3 separate regions of the Sus scrofa genome follow, and regions 1 and 2 are each linked to region 3. A link is a contact called in public Hi-C and HiChIP or PLAC-seq data. All regions are on one chromosome and are shown on one strand. The core of a region is the stretch at or near the end of the contact, and the rest is flanking DNA. Distances in the headings are between cores, read along the strand shown. Region 1 holds the start of NEPRO (nucleolus and neural progenitor protein). Region 2 overlaps CD200R1L (CD200 receptor 1-like). Region 3 overlaps CFAP44 (cilia- and flagella-associated protein 44).

Region 1 (4,987 bases), core at 1,374-3,873, 270 kb after region 3:
GTGTCTGGCAAACAGCTGATGCTCCAAAACTTTGCTGAATGAATAATGCATCTTCTTTCATCAATTCTCTTCCCTTCATCTCTTTAGTAGGTCCAGCTTCACTCACTCTTTTGGCCCCATTTCCCTTGGCCTATTCTGGTGATCAAATCATTTTCTATCATGGTCAGTTTTATGTATCAACATGGCCCACAGGCAATCTCAAACTCAGAATGTCAAAGTTCTCTCTCTATTCCTGCCAACTACTTAAATTTGTTCTTCTTTTGGATGTGACATCTCAAACTCAAGGCAAAAGTCTGAAAGTCATACTAGACATTTATATACCTAAATACTAGACATCTAAATAAGTCAGTGTCCATCTTCAGTGCCAGGGTTTGAATTCAGGCCTTCATTCCCTCTTGCCTCAGCTTTTAATAGATCCCCTTACCTCCCTTTCTCCAGGCTTATCTCCTTCAAATCTGTTCTCCAGAGTGCTTGTCCTCTGATGCAAGGTGACCACAAATGCCCAGCCTAAGACTCAATGACTTCTCTGTCACCTGCAATAAGGGATTCCTAATATAGGCCACTATCACAAGGAGCATTTAAAAACACAGATTAGAACTCTACTCAGACCTAATGAATAAGAATTTCTAAAGTGAAGCCTGAAGTTTTTCTCTTTTAAAAGACTAGCCAGGTTATTATGATCAGCCAGGATTGAGAGCCACCAGCCTTCAAGGTAAATCCACATTCTGTCCCTGACACCATTACTCCCAGCTTTATCCCTCAAAACACATCATGCTCCAGCAATACTGATGCATCCAGGATGACTGATTCTTCAACCCACGTTGTTTACCATCTTTCTGTCAGGAATGTCTTCTTCTCTTATCTGCTTGGGAAATTCCTACTTGTTCATCAAAAGCATTATTCAAGAATACCTAGTCTCTTACTTAAGCCATTAAATACTGACAAACTAGTGAAATTGTACACACTAAGTATGTGCAGTTCTTGGCATACCAATTTTACCTCAATAAAGCTGTCAAAAATTAATTGAGGTCCTACTACATGTCAGGCTCTGAGCTGAGCATTGTTATATAGAGATCAATAACCTACATTATTTACAATATTTACATTAAGCCCACATACCACTGAAGAAAGAGGCATACAAATATACAAATTAATATAGTACAGTGAGGTAAATTCTGTGAGAGTTTGTGGTAGGCTGAATAATGCCCCCTTCTAAGATGTCCAAATCCTAATCCTCCAAATCTATGAATATGCTACTTTACATTACAAAACAAATTTTGTAGATGTGATTAAGTTAAAGATTCTGAAATGAGGAAATCATCCTGGGTTATTTTGGTGGGCTCAAAATAATCACCAGGGTCCTTTTAAGATGGAGGCAGGCAGGAGGATGAGAGAGAAAAAGAAGGTGCAAAGAGACTGGAAAATGCTCTGCTACTGACGTTGAAAATGGAGGATGGAGACATGAACCAAGGAACATGAACATGTGGCCTCTAAAAGCTGCAAAAAGCAAGAAAATGAATTTTCCACTAGCGCTTCCAACCTTGAACCAGTGAGATCAGTTTTGGACTTCTAAGTTCCAGAAATGTAATATAACTGTAAGTGACTATATGGCAGCAACAGGAAGCTAATACAGAAGCCAACACAGGGCATTAAGGTAGTACATAAAGGGGTCTCTACATCAAGTTGTAGAGTGGGAAAGGGATGTTCAGGAAGAATTACTCAGAGCTGGGGGAGATTGTGTTTAAGGGAAATGGTCCAGGTAGAGAAATTAATATGTATAAAGGTATAAACAGAGAGCATGGAAAGTGTTATGACAAGTCTATTTGCATTAAACAGTAAAAAAATATTAACAATATTAATTCTGCTAAGAGTACTGTTTGTATGCCAGGCACCATTCCAAAACACTTTTCAGCTCTGAGTACTTTATCATTCTGTATTATCATCATCATTTTATCTATACGGATACTAAGGTTTGGAGGAGCTAGTAATTTAGCACTGCAGTGGGGGCCTTTAGTAAAGTAGCATCAGGGTGGCTGAAAATAAATGAACTATTAGATACTAGAGAGGTGGGGGTCAGCACTGCTTGGGATATCAACTTGTTCTGGACGCTGACAGAAGATGGGGTTGATAGAGTCAGAGGCCTCCAATTTCTGTGATGTGATCGTGGTTTTGTTGCCGCTCAAGGTAGAGCTGTCCTTGACTAACTCAAAGTAAATCACTTATGTTACAAATGTAAACTCTGCCTCCTTATTTCCCTTCTTCCTTTCCCCCTAATGTCTGGGGTGGAGATAGAGGTGTATGCACCAACTAAACTGTGAGCTTCACTCTGCACATTTGTGAAATGCTTTGAAATAGTTCCAAAATTGATTGCGCCTCAGAATCCCTTGGAGAAGCATACACACAATGCAGATTCCTCGCCTTATTCAGAGATTTTGATTGAGTAGTACATGGATGGGGCTCCGCCTCACCCCCTCATCTGCAAATCTCCCAAATATTCTGGTACCTGACCAGCGCCTGAATGACTTCTGGGTCGTTCAGGTACACCGCATTTGATTCCGTAAAGGACCCTCCCCCGCCCCGCCCCCAGGCCCCGCCCCGCCCCCAGGCCCCGCCCCCTCTCCCTCTTCCTCAACCTCCCCTCCCCCGCCTGCCCCGGACGTCTCCTGCTTCGTCGTTTCATTTTGTCTCGCCCAGCTCCGCCTTTTCCAGGTCCTCCTCTGTCTCTCAAGATGGCTGCGCTGCCGCCGAGCCCGGAACTGTGGAACCGCGTGAGGATCCCCAAAGCCGGCAGCCGCAGTACAGTAATCGTGCAGAACCCTGACACACCGCTGGGTGAGTGAGGCGCCCCATAAGGGGCGCAGGCTTTTCCGCAGGAGGCGTCTGGCCGCTGCCGGCGCACGTGCGCGAGGGGCGGGACTTCCGGACTCCGCGGGACGCTGGGTATGACGGCGGTGTGCGGCATCTGGGGTCGGGCGTTTGTGGGGACCTCTGGCTTTGCTGTTCTCTGGACCCACCGTGCCGACCGCAGGGCTTCCATGGGGCGCCGAAAAGGCAGAGAGGGGCGAACGCAGCTAGCATCAGGGAAAAGTGCTGCCTGGGAACCCTCTGTTGACGCAGGCCACCAAGAGCCGTGGTTACTCCACAGTCTTTCCCGACCTCTTCCACCGAGGAGCGGCGGGTCACTCAAGCACTCTGCACTTAAATCGCACTCTTCCTAGATCCCCCTTTCTTTTCTGTAAAATAGGGTTAGTCTTCCCTGCCCATCACTGGGTTGTTGGGAGGATATAATGATGTCATTTAGGTGAGTATGCTCTGAAGTGAAATATCAGTGTATGGTGGCATTGCCGTTATCAAGCAGCAGGAGCTTGGTCTGGGTTTAAAACCTGGCTCTTCCTCTGCTGGAGCTAGGGTGAGGGATGGGAGTGTCCTTATTTCACATTTCTGGGTCTCAGCTCATTTCCAAATGAGGGTAAAACAGTATTTGCCTTACAGAGCTGTTTGGTTTTTTGGGGGTTTTGTTTGTTTTTTGCTTTTTAAGGCCACACCCAGCATATGTAAGTTCCCAGGCCAGGGGTGGAATCAGAGTTACAGCTACCAGCCTACACCACAGCCACAGCAATGGGGGATCCGATCCACATCTGAGACCTACACCACAGCGCATGCCAATGCCGGATCCCTGAGCCACTAAGCCAGGCCAGGAATTGAACCGCATCCTCATGTATACTAGTCGGATTCCTTTCAGCTGCGCCACAATGGGAATTCCTATAGAACTGTTTTGATGGAAGAGTAAAGTATTTGGAACAGTGCCTGATACAGTGAATAAATACTCAAATGATAGCTGTTATTAATAATATTTAATACCTGTAACTTACCTAATCATCACATCCCCAGCCCTATCCATCCATCCTGCTCAGTTTACAAGAAACCTTCCCCCATCCTCTATTCAAAAATTCCTTAACATGATTCCTATTAGGCCTGGAAATTCACCAGCTCTCTCTTTATCCCAAAGGCACCCCTTTCTGGCCTCAAATAGCTGGGACGGTTAAGAAACTTCTCTATGTTCTATAGAAATCTGCCTCTGTGTTACTTCCACTTAGGAGGCTAGTACTACCCTGAGAGCCACAGACAACACATTAACTCCATCTTCTACTTCAAAGCTTTTCGGACCAAAAAGCTATCATCTCATTCTACTAAGTACCATGTGTTCAGTCACATAAATTACATAATTTCCAGTTGTTAACAGTGGTTTCTCTTTTCTGAATATATTTGTAAAGCAGTACCCAAATACAGTGCCTTTGATTTTTAAGAGAATTAATTTATCCGTTTAGAGAAGTACACAACATGTTTCCCACCTCAGGGTACTTAAGGTGTTAAGTATACTAGTTTAACACATGTTCTCTCAGTGACTTCTTGGACTTGATATCATCTGGCACCATTTTCCTTCCTTCCTATGTGACTTCTCACATACTTGAAATCATTTTGTTCCTACAGGAACAAATTAATGATGACAGTAATGATGACATTAATTTGTTCTTGATTTATTAAATAAGGGAAGATGCTTCTTTCAATGTACATTTTATATGCTATACTTAAAATGTAGAAATGCATATTAAGTCTAACTAAACATCTCTGCTTTAGACCTTTGCATTGCAGCTGTAATTAAAGAATGCTCTCTTGTTATACTGTCACTGAAGAGCCAAACCTTAGATGCAGAAACGGATGTGTTATGCGCATTCCTTTACAGCAATCACAACAGAATGGGCCGCCACAAACCCCATTTGGCCCTCAAACAGGTAAGGGGGAAGTCCTGTATTTAAGACTCAACATGTTTACTTGATGAAGATGGACATCACTCTGCCACTTAATATTTTGTTGTTTATGGAAATCACAGTAAATTACTTGTGATTTATAGGTCTTCAGCCCACAGTTGCATGTGGGCGTTCTCTTTTTTTTCTGAAAGCATTTTTAAAAAGTTTATTTAGAAAGG
Region 2 (4,430 bases), core at 711-3,210, 440 kb after region 3:
GACCACCCACAAAATTTTTCACAAATTTTTTTGAAGTGTAAGCATACATCTTGTGTGATATTTTTAGGAAAGCTCTTTAAAGAAAAATGAAGAGGTCCTCTTTTGCTTTTCCTTCTTACCTCCTGGATTTCAACATGGATGTGATGACTGGAAGTCCAGCAGCCACATTTGGCCACAGGAACACTGAAGATGGAATCCACTTGCTAAGATGGTAGAAAAGAAAGATGGAAGGGTTCTGGACCTTGATGACCACAGAGTTCCCGTACCAACCTTAGACTACCTACCTTAAACTTTGGCGTGAGCTAGGATAAACATTTTTTGTTCATGGCACTGTTATTTTTGGTTTTTGCTCCATATGCAGTTGAGCTTAAGCTGATTGAGTTTGCCAATTACAAGCTTTGCTCTCAGTCTTGCAACACGGGTTATGCTTTATTCATGTGCATTTTCATGGCCTGTTTTTGTTCTTCCTCTAGTGATTATGAAGCAAATAATATTTAATTCATGTGTATGGCCATGGTCTGTTTTCATTCCTCCCTCAGAGATAATGAAATATATGTAACTTCAGAATATAGTAATCATAGGTGTGAGAGCCATCTCTAAGACAGTTCCAGAAGAATTTCTGGTTATATAAACTCAAGGGATGCTTGTGATAGGAAATGGCATTTGGGGATATGCAAAGATGATCTAATAGTCAGCCAGTCCCAAGGCATGAAAGGGCATGTCTGCATTGTAGAATTGGAAAGATAAAGATACTGTTGTGGGCTTGTAGAGAATATGTGAGCCCAAGAAACAGAGGAACTGAAATACATGGGACATTACCTATCAAATCTTTTTCCATGAAAAAGACTCCATCATTCCCTGAAGAGATTTATCTGAATTCATGCTTCTTATCTGTTCCCTTCTTACTGCCATGATTTTCTGGGAAGAGTGAAAAGCTAAGCTACTCCCTCTCAACTTCCTACAAGTGCATAAAGACAAAAAAACATTTTTTTAATTTTCTGAACACATATATGTGTGCATATATACATATAAGACAAATTAATTGTGGTCCTAAACTGAGGGAAATTGGGAATAACTTTTATCAAAACACAATTAAGAGCCACTAGAGGGTGCTTCAACTTAATTTTTTTAACTATTTCCAAGCAAGCTAAAATCTGACCCCAGACAGTAATCTTGCTCTTTTTTTTCTTTTATCATTCCATACAACTGTCCCTCCATTTACTAATTCTTTACGTCTTCTTAGTTGTTAATTCTGAAACAATTACAGAAGAAAGGGAAAGTGGTTTAAATTAACTTAAGGAGAAAAGTTTTTTGTTTTTTGCTTCCAAACTTGAATTGCATTACCACTGTCACTTAATTTTAGCTGAAACATTTTGTTTATCAAACAAGATAGAGGTTAAGTATTAACAGTCTCATCTCAGGGAAAGGGGAAATGTGAGAATCTCTTAGTGGTTAATCAAAGTTAGTACTCACTTATTTCTTAAACTGGGAAGTTGAGATCACTCCATTCCCTAAAAAACAAATAGCTGCTTGTTAGCCTTAATGGCAGCAGATGGTCAGAGCTACAAATAAAATTAGCTGGCCTTTTCTACTTCCTGGGTCCAACCCTTATCTCCTCCCCCATCATCCTTAAGAGGCACACATGGTATTTTAAAGCTAGAGGGAAGCTGCAGATAAAGTAGGCCAACTTCCTCATTTTACAAAAGAGGAAACTAACACTCAGAGTAAACTGACCACTGGGTGTTACCAAGAAGCCAGCTGGAATGTGGACTTGCTTTGCTTGCTAATGAGAGCACGCATGAAGTGGGCTTTATAGTTTGTTTGGTTTGGACTGAGACTTAGGGTTCAAGAGAGAATTTACCAAAGCCTTCGAAAGGATCCTAAGATGAAAAAGTGAAACAACACATGAAATATTCATGACATTTACTATCTTCAAGGAAAGACTGAATGTTATCATGGTTAACAATTGTCACCACATGCCAAGGACCTCACATGCCAAGTACATCACATCTAAACTGAGAAACAAGTGCAATGGAGAGATTTTAAAAATTGCTTGTTTAAATCTTATTATAGTTTTTTCTACAATCTGGATGTAAGAAAAGAGGCATGAGAGGAAAATTTGTCTGTTTAGGGAAATATACCAACAGTTTAGACAAATATACCAACAGTTTAGACAGAGAAGAGGGCTCAGGTTGTAGAATGCACTGGAAATAGCAAAATAAAGGGAAATAAAATGATCAGCAAAACTTAAAAAGTTTTCTTTCTGGGTTCTAGTAAGAGGAATTTTGGAAGCTCTTGAGGAATAAATAGAAACAGAGTAGGCCTTTGCTACAAAAGCTCTTGAGAAATAAAAGAAGAAATAGAATAGGCCTTTACTACAAAAAGAATTGGTGTGTCATAAATTCTCTATGAGGGGGTAGCTAAAGAATATTAGAATTAAAGATGCCTCTCTGTTAATATTTAGTTAAAAACTGTTAGACACAATTGCATGATTAATGGTGATTTAGAAATGAAGGAAGAGGAAACTCTGCCCACATTTGGGGGGAACAGAACAAAGAGTGCATAGTTGGCAGGCCTGGTGATGAGAAAACAAGGATGGCCAAAAATTAGTTGGAATTAGCAGTTTAGGGAGAGAGATGACAAGAAGTCAGCAGAGGAAGGCATGCACACCACTAGGCATTTTCAAAAAGCTGGGGAGGGTGTTGCAGTTCCCCAAATTACACTGGCCAGAGATTCAGTTATTTTATTTGGCCATTAAAGGAAAAAGATTTTTCCAGAAGACTGGAACTCTTAGGGACCATCGGGAACTGCAAGGATGCTTAGGAAAAGAAGCTCACAGTCGACCAGCAGAATTACTCCTTGAACTCCAAACACTTAACTATATTATGTTCTGATAATAAGGAGAACTCCATAATCTCTGAAGGTCCTGGCTAGATCTAGAAGTTGGCATTCTCCTGCCTTCTTCCCAGTGACCTGTAGCTTAGAATTTTCTGGACTAGAAGAAAGAAAGAAATAGGAAGACTCAGAAATTCTTAAATTTCTAGACTTTTCTCTTTTTAGGGCACTGCAAGCTCTCTGCATTCCTAAATAGCCACAATAGGTCATAAAGATGGTATAGCAGATGTGCCCAGGATCTGTGTGTAACCAGGCCCAGTGAGAGTCAGAGTCCACAGTGTTCAGATGGGAAGCAGTTCCCTCTGCTATTTTTCTCTCTTAGATTTGTGTCCACCTGTACTTCCTGGGTAGAAAGCTGAGCATTTCCTTCTCAGTGCTGGCCATATGTCTACACTGAGAGCTGTAGTTCTGTCTATTGCTAGCTTCCCACATATCTCTAGACACAATTTATACCTGAAATGGTATTGAAGGGCCAGAGGACCCCCAAATTACATTGTGGGGGTGGAATGGAATCTTTGCCAGAAGAGGACAGCATATCTCTCTAAATTCCAAGGGGTGGTATTTCTGTGGATTGGATGGATGGATAGAGAAATCATGGGAAAAACACAGTCAAGTCCTGGAAGCAGGGTCCAAAGGGCTAGGATCTCCAAGGGTTTATTTAAATTGCTTTGCTAAGGCTACCTATAGCACTCACTTTGATGTATTCTGAGTAAATTAATTCCTTCATTCATTAAATGTTCATTAATTACTTGATATTTGTCAGCCATTACACTAAGCTCTAAAAATAAGTAAGTAAAATGTGAATCGAATATTAAATAAAATATGATCCTTAAAGATTTCATGGTTGGGAGTTCCTGTTGTGGCACAGTGGAAACGAATCCGACTAGGAACCATGAGGTTGCGGCTTCAATTCCTGGCCTTGATCAGTGGGTTAAGGATCCTGCGTTGCCGTGAGCTGTTGTGTAGGTCACAGATGTGGCTCAGATCCCGCGTTGCTGTGGCTCTGGTGTAGGCTGGCAGTTGTAGCCCCAATTCGATCCCTAGCCTGGGAACTTTCATATGCCTGCCACAAGTGTGGCCCTAAAAATATAAAAGACCAAAAAAAAAAAAAAGATTTCACAGTGAAGAAGATAGGCAAATAAGCAGATCACTAAAATCCAGTATTGATGTATTAAAAAAGGTATATACCTTTAGCAATCAAAGGAAGGAATACTCAGTTCTTACTGAAGATGTGGCTTGTAGTTAAGGAAAAGCATTGGGTACATTATGAGGCTTTCAGCTGCAAGAAACAAAGTAGGACTCTGACAGTTAATAAGGTCATTTACTATTTTACATAAGAAGGCATCCAGAAGTAGGGCCAACTTCAAGTCTGGTTGTTTCAATGGCTTTACAAAGCCTTCAAGACTGGATTTTATCCTTTCTCTGCTCTGCTATCATCAGTGTCAGTGTTTGCTTCATCCTCAAGCTGGACGTGAGTAGGTAGCAGCCATCCCAAGGCTGTAGCCAGACACAGCATGCCCAGAGGAAGAAGCCTG
Region 3 (4,335 bases), core at 685-3,184:
TCTGCCCTAGGCCCCAACCTATGTGTACTCTTCAAGAATTTTTTTTTTTTTAAACATGCAAGTCATATCTCTGTTTTACTTATTTATTCCTGCATAAAAAATTACCTCCAAACATAGCTTAAAACGAGAAGTACTAAATATCCCGTTTTCTGAAGGTCAGATCAGAAACTGTGGGCTGGGGCTGCGGCCATCTGAAGCTCGGTTGGGGCTGGAGGGGCTACTTCCAGACTCACTTGACTGACTGGCAACCGTCTAGATAGAGCAGGGCCTCAAGGAGACACTATTCTCTTGGTTTTGGTGAGACCTAGGGGAATTTATGTTATTTTCCTGGGCCTCATGTTGTTATCAGATAAATGAGGGATTTGGATAAGCTCTGAGGCCTCTACCCATTCTGAAGTCCTGTGATTCTCATTGCAGCAAGAATGAACTTAGAATCTATGGAAGAGCTAGGTCTTCCATAGATTCGGTGTGTGTATCAACTTAACCGTAAAAGCAGTCAGGAGTGGGGTTCCTGTTGTGGCTCAGTGGAAACGAATCTGACTAGCATCCATGAGGATGCAGGTTCAATCCCTGGCCTTGGTCAGTGGGTTAAGGATCCTGGCCTCACTGTGGCTGTGGTGTAGGTTGATGGCTACAGTTCTGATTAGACCCAGAGCCTGTGAACCTCCATATGCAGAGGGTGTGGCCCTAGAAGGACAACAACAACAAACCAATCAGAAGTATTGCTTTTTTCCCAAATTGAACTAGATGAAACCACTCAAGTTTACAATATTAAGATCTTTATGCAGCATGTTTGGGATCTGACAATATAGTTCATTTTTATTTTGTATTAGACAAGATATATAGACAGCTTTAGTTTCATTTCTACTTGATTCCAGCCTTAGTCTTGAACCTACAATTAAATATAGCATCTGCATCTTTGGGAGGTTTAGCTTCAAACAGGAGGAGTACCAGGGGGTGCAGCCTCAGCTGAGGGTAGGTAGAAAGTCCTGGTCTCCAATCAAGCTGTTCTCTGCCTCCTGCTGTGCCCTTAAAAAGGCAGCGTCACCTATGAGAAAGCCCCAGAGCAGTCTAAATTGAGTTCCTTGTGGATTAGGTGTTAATCTCCCTTGGCTATTTTGAACCCACATCCATACTGCCATCAAATCTCAACACTGAAAGAAAAACTGTCGAGTCCAAAGCCTCCGTCAGAATGTCAAAGGAAAAGGAGTTACTCAGTTCTGCTGAGTCGGCTTTACTCTTCCTTCTGATTAATTTATACAGCTGTTGCTGACGGAGTCAGGCTTTTGAAGGGCATTATAATAATTAACCTGAGTCTAAAGAATACAAAATGCTGTTTCATTTTCTAGGCTAAAATTTAAAGGCCTGATGCCCTAAGCTGTTCCCCGTTTCCTGCAATTGGCTAAGGTAAATATGCACAAGTGTCTCACTTAACATGCCTTAGACGTGCTGTGTCTTTCCCAGAACTTTTTTTGAGCACTAAAAGCATTCAGTGTTGTTATGTAAAACCGATTTCTGCACAGCACTGGAACCATTATCACTCCCATAAAGTTCACCAAAGTTTTCTGAACCACTGGGATCATCAAGGATCAAAAAAGCAGGACATTTTTAAAAAGTCATGGGCTAGAAGTTGTGTTACATTCCAGATCTGAGAGTCCTGTTCCCCTCCTGGAAGTGACCTTTAGGCCCTCGATGCTGGATTGTGTCTGAAGTCGCAATCTCTTATTCTTCTCTTCCCTGCTCTACTTCTCTTTTCCTATCATTTCCATATTCCTTACAACCCTTCATTTCATTTCTTAAAATATTTTTAAAATACTGCTTTTCTGAAAACCATGTTCCAATTTAGCTGTTGGATGGGAAAAGGACGCAGGAATGTCTTCTGACCAGCAGAGGGTGTACTTGTCCTTGGCCATCAGAGTCACTCTAGGTGCTTTCCTAGGACTTGGTTTATCAAATTCATGAGTGGAGTGTAAATCTAGTAAGTAGCTAGCTAGGGTCAGTCTGCCCTTGATGACTCTTAAGTCCCTCAAGTGGTATTTCATCTGCAACTCAACTTTACCAAAATCTAGAAAATACATTTCCCTACTGAAAACAGTTAAAAGTGTGTTAGGGGCATTCCTGTAGTGGCTCAGAAGTTAACAAACCTGACTGGTATCCATGAGGAAGCAGGTTCAACCCCAGGCCTCGATCAGTGGGTTAAGGATCCAGCGTTGCTGTGAGCTGTGGTGTAGGTCGCAGACACAGCTTGGATCCTGTGTTGCTGTGGCTCTGGCATAGGCTGGTGGCTACAGCTCTGATTCGATCCCTGGGAGCCACCATATGCCACAGGTGTGGCCCTAAAAAGACCAAAAAAAAAAAAAAAAAAAAAAAAAGTGTGTTAGGAGTTTCAGTGCAAGCTTCAGCCTCCTTCTAGTTCCACGTTCAAGTGCAATGCTTGATCCTGTGGGTGGATGGCAGTGAGTCAACGTTGATTTTATCCAACCAGTGAGTCAACTCCTCTGGCCATGTTGGTGTGTCTTTGGAAAGAAGGGAAGTGAATTTTATCAGGCACCATATGTTCATGTGTAATATGGCACTTAAACTAGTATTTTAGAGAAAATATTTAGTCTTCAACACATACCTGTATAGAAAAGGTACGTTTCATTCCCTGGGTCTGAACAAAGCGTGACCTCAAGTCCAGTTAGAGAATGGTGAGGTACTTCTCGCCTGCTGTACACTGACTCCCTCTTGGACTAAACAGCCATCAACACATCTGCCTTAATAAAAACACAACTGACATTCAATATTTAAAAGACAAAAATTAGAAACATCTGCTACCTTTTTCCAGCTCTCCCCTCCAGGGCTCTGCAAACGTCCCACAGAGCCCAAGTGGGTGTTTCTTCAAATACTCAGACTGAACCCTAACGTGGAAGGAGAATGCTGACTCATACATGACTAAGCTGAAGGTTACAGGGAAGACTAAACATTTATTTAGACGTTACAGTGTTTATTTTTACAGAGATATGTTGCCACAGATTATTGATTCTGGAAGCTTTGTTAATGCTTATGGTCCTATACACATCTTAGTCTATTCTCATGGGCATCTTCTGAAAACGTTTCCTGTAGCACCAGATCCAGCCACTGTCACACGGGCATCTCCAATCTCTGAGTCCGTGGCCCTGGCTTTTCCCCTTAGGGTCCCTCTGGACAGCGTGCCTAGGAGCCTTCCTTCCTTCTGCAGCCTCCCAGGCAGGGGCAGGCGTTCTCAGGGAAGGGCTGCCTCCTCAGTCCTGTTGCTCGGTCCTGGTTGATTCCTGTTATGTCGCGGCTTCTTTGTTTCCCCTCTCAGACCCTTGGTGGGTAGGCTTCCCTATGTCTCTTCGGCATTATAAAAACACACATATACATTTATTTACAAGTGCATAAATATATAAATATGGCTATTATAGAAAAATAAATACCAATTTCCATTTTTTTTTTAAACAACAATATATAGTCTTTCTGGGATATCAGCTTCTGCCTAAATTGTAGGAGGTGGTGTTTCAAAAGACACGTGCACTGGTGGGCTGGGGCAGAGCTGTGTCCCTAGTTCCTGGCCTCTGTAGGCCCCCGGGGGGTGCTGGGGACACCAGGCTCCTCTACCCGCTTGGCAGGAGTCAGGACTGTCCACCTCTTCGACCGGTGCAAGGCCCAGGCAGCACGGGGGCCCTGGGGGGAGAGCAGAGTGGGCAACGTCAGAATCCAGACTGATTGGGAACCAGCACTCCCTAGTGCTGGGTCAGTCTCTACCCAGGACCAGAGCCAGTTATCCTGGAAGGAGGGACAGAGACCTACAACCACATCAAGGATGATGATGCTCCCTCCAAGATCTCGCACAGACATGGCATGGCCCTGGCTCTAGAAGGTGCTTGTCCTAGAATTTCATCATCCAGAGACAGCTAGGATTGGCATGGGACCTGGCCTCCATACTATGGAGGCAAAGAAACCTCAGCTAATTCTCTGAACCAGTCTGTGCCCAACCAGATATCCAACGACTTCTAGGAGCTTGGCACAAAGACAGAGAGTGGGCTGGGAGCACCATGCATTGAGTGCCCTGCACAGAGTTCTGATGATGTGAGAACCTGGCTTCATGATGGAGGCAACCTCATTCCTTAATTAAGAGACAAGATCCAACAAAGCAGGCTGTTTTCAAATGATTAGAGAACGCCTCTTAGTGTGATGAGAGGCAGCAGGAATTCATGAAAGACCTTGAAATGCCGAGACCAAAAGGGCTTCTTTCTCTGAAATGAAGACGTGCCCTTTCTGCCTTTGAGGACACAGTTTGCCATGCTGGAGTGGGGCCCACCTGACAGCGCC

What was found. Hi-C and Micro-C count contacts between places; a contact is called where the count stands out from the background. HiChIP or PLAC-seq counts read pairs in DNA pulled down with a chosen protein or histone mark.
Region 1: a Hi-C map of embryonic fibroblasts shows a contact between it and region 3, with 2.4 times the contacts expected there. The contact joins the promoter of NEPRO here to the enhancer-like site in region 3. A contact is called at or near these places in 5 of 5 promoter capture datasets (fetal liver, fetal skeletal muscle, liver and 1 more), 24 of 47 Hi-C or Micro-C datasets (adipose tissue, alveolar macrophages, brain and 16 more) and 2 of 2 datasets of contacts at active chromatin or transcription factors (alveolar macrophages and skeletal muscle).
Region 2: an H3K27ac HiChIP or PLAC-seq map of alveolar macrophages shows a contact between it and region 3. The contact joins two enhancer-like sites. A contact is called at or near these places in 1 of 47 Hi-C or Micro-C datasets (embryonic fibroblasts) and 1 of 2 datasets of contacts at active chromatin or transcription factors (alveolar macrophages).

The regions. Positions count from the first base shown.
Region 1 is chr13:146,899,387-146,904,373 of Sscrofa11.1, forward strand. It overlaps NEPRO (nucleolus and neural progenitor protein), which reads left to right and starts at 2,624. Exons shown (of 9, transcript XM_003132674.4): 1 at 2,624-2,832; 2 at 4,639-4,793. The coding sequence starts at 2,730. All of the region lies in intron 5 of GTPBP8 (GTP-binding protein 8), which reads right to left.
Region 2 is chr13:147,061,526-147,065,955 of Sscrofa11.1, forward strand. The region is part of intron 5 of CD200R1L (CD200 receptor 1-like); the gene reads left to right. Among named protein-coding and RNA genes, the nearest start is that of CD200R1L, 39 kb to the left of the region's middle. Within about 2 kb of position 1,961, at least 24 of the 83 cell types and tissues checked have an H3K27ac peak or open chromatin away from gene starts, as enhancers often do. A contact at or near this core is called in alveolar macrophages, where this site is marked.
Region 3 is chr13:146,625,162-146,629,496 of Sscrofa11.1, forward strand. CFAP44 (cilia- and flagella-associated protein 44) reads left to right here. Exons shown (of 35, transcript XM_021070360.1): 35 at 1-3,374. It overlaps BOC (brother of CDO), which reads right to left. Exons shown (of 21, transcript XR_002337900.1): 20 at 2,621-3,687; 21 at 57-2,516. Among named protein-coding and RNA genes, the nearest start is that of BOC, 76 kb to the right of the region's middle. Within about 2 kb of position 1,935, at least 10 of the 83 cell types and tissues checked have an H3K27ac peak or open chromatin away from gene starts, as enhancers often do. A contact at or near this core is called in alveolar macrophages and embryonic fibroblasts, where this site is marked.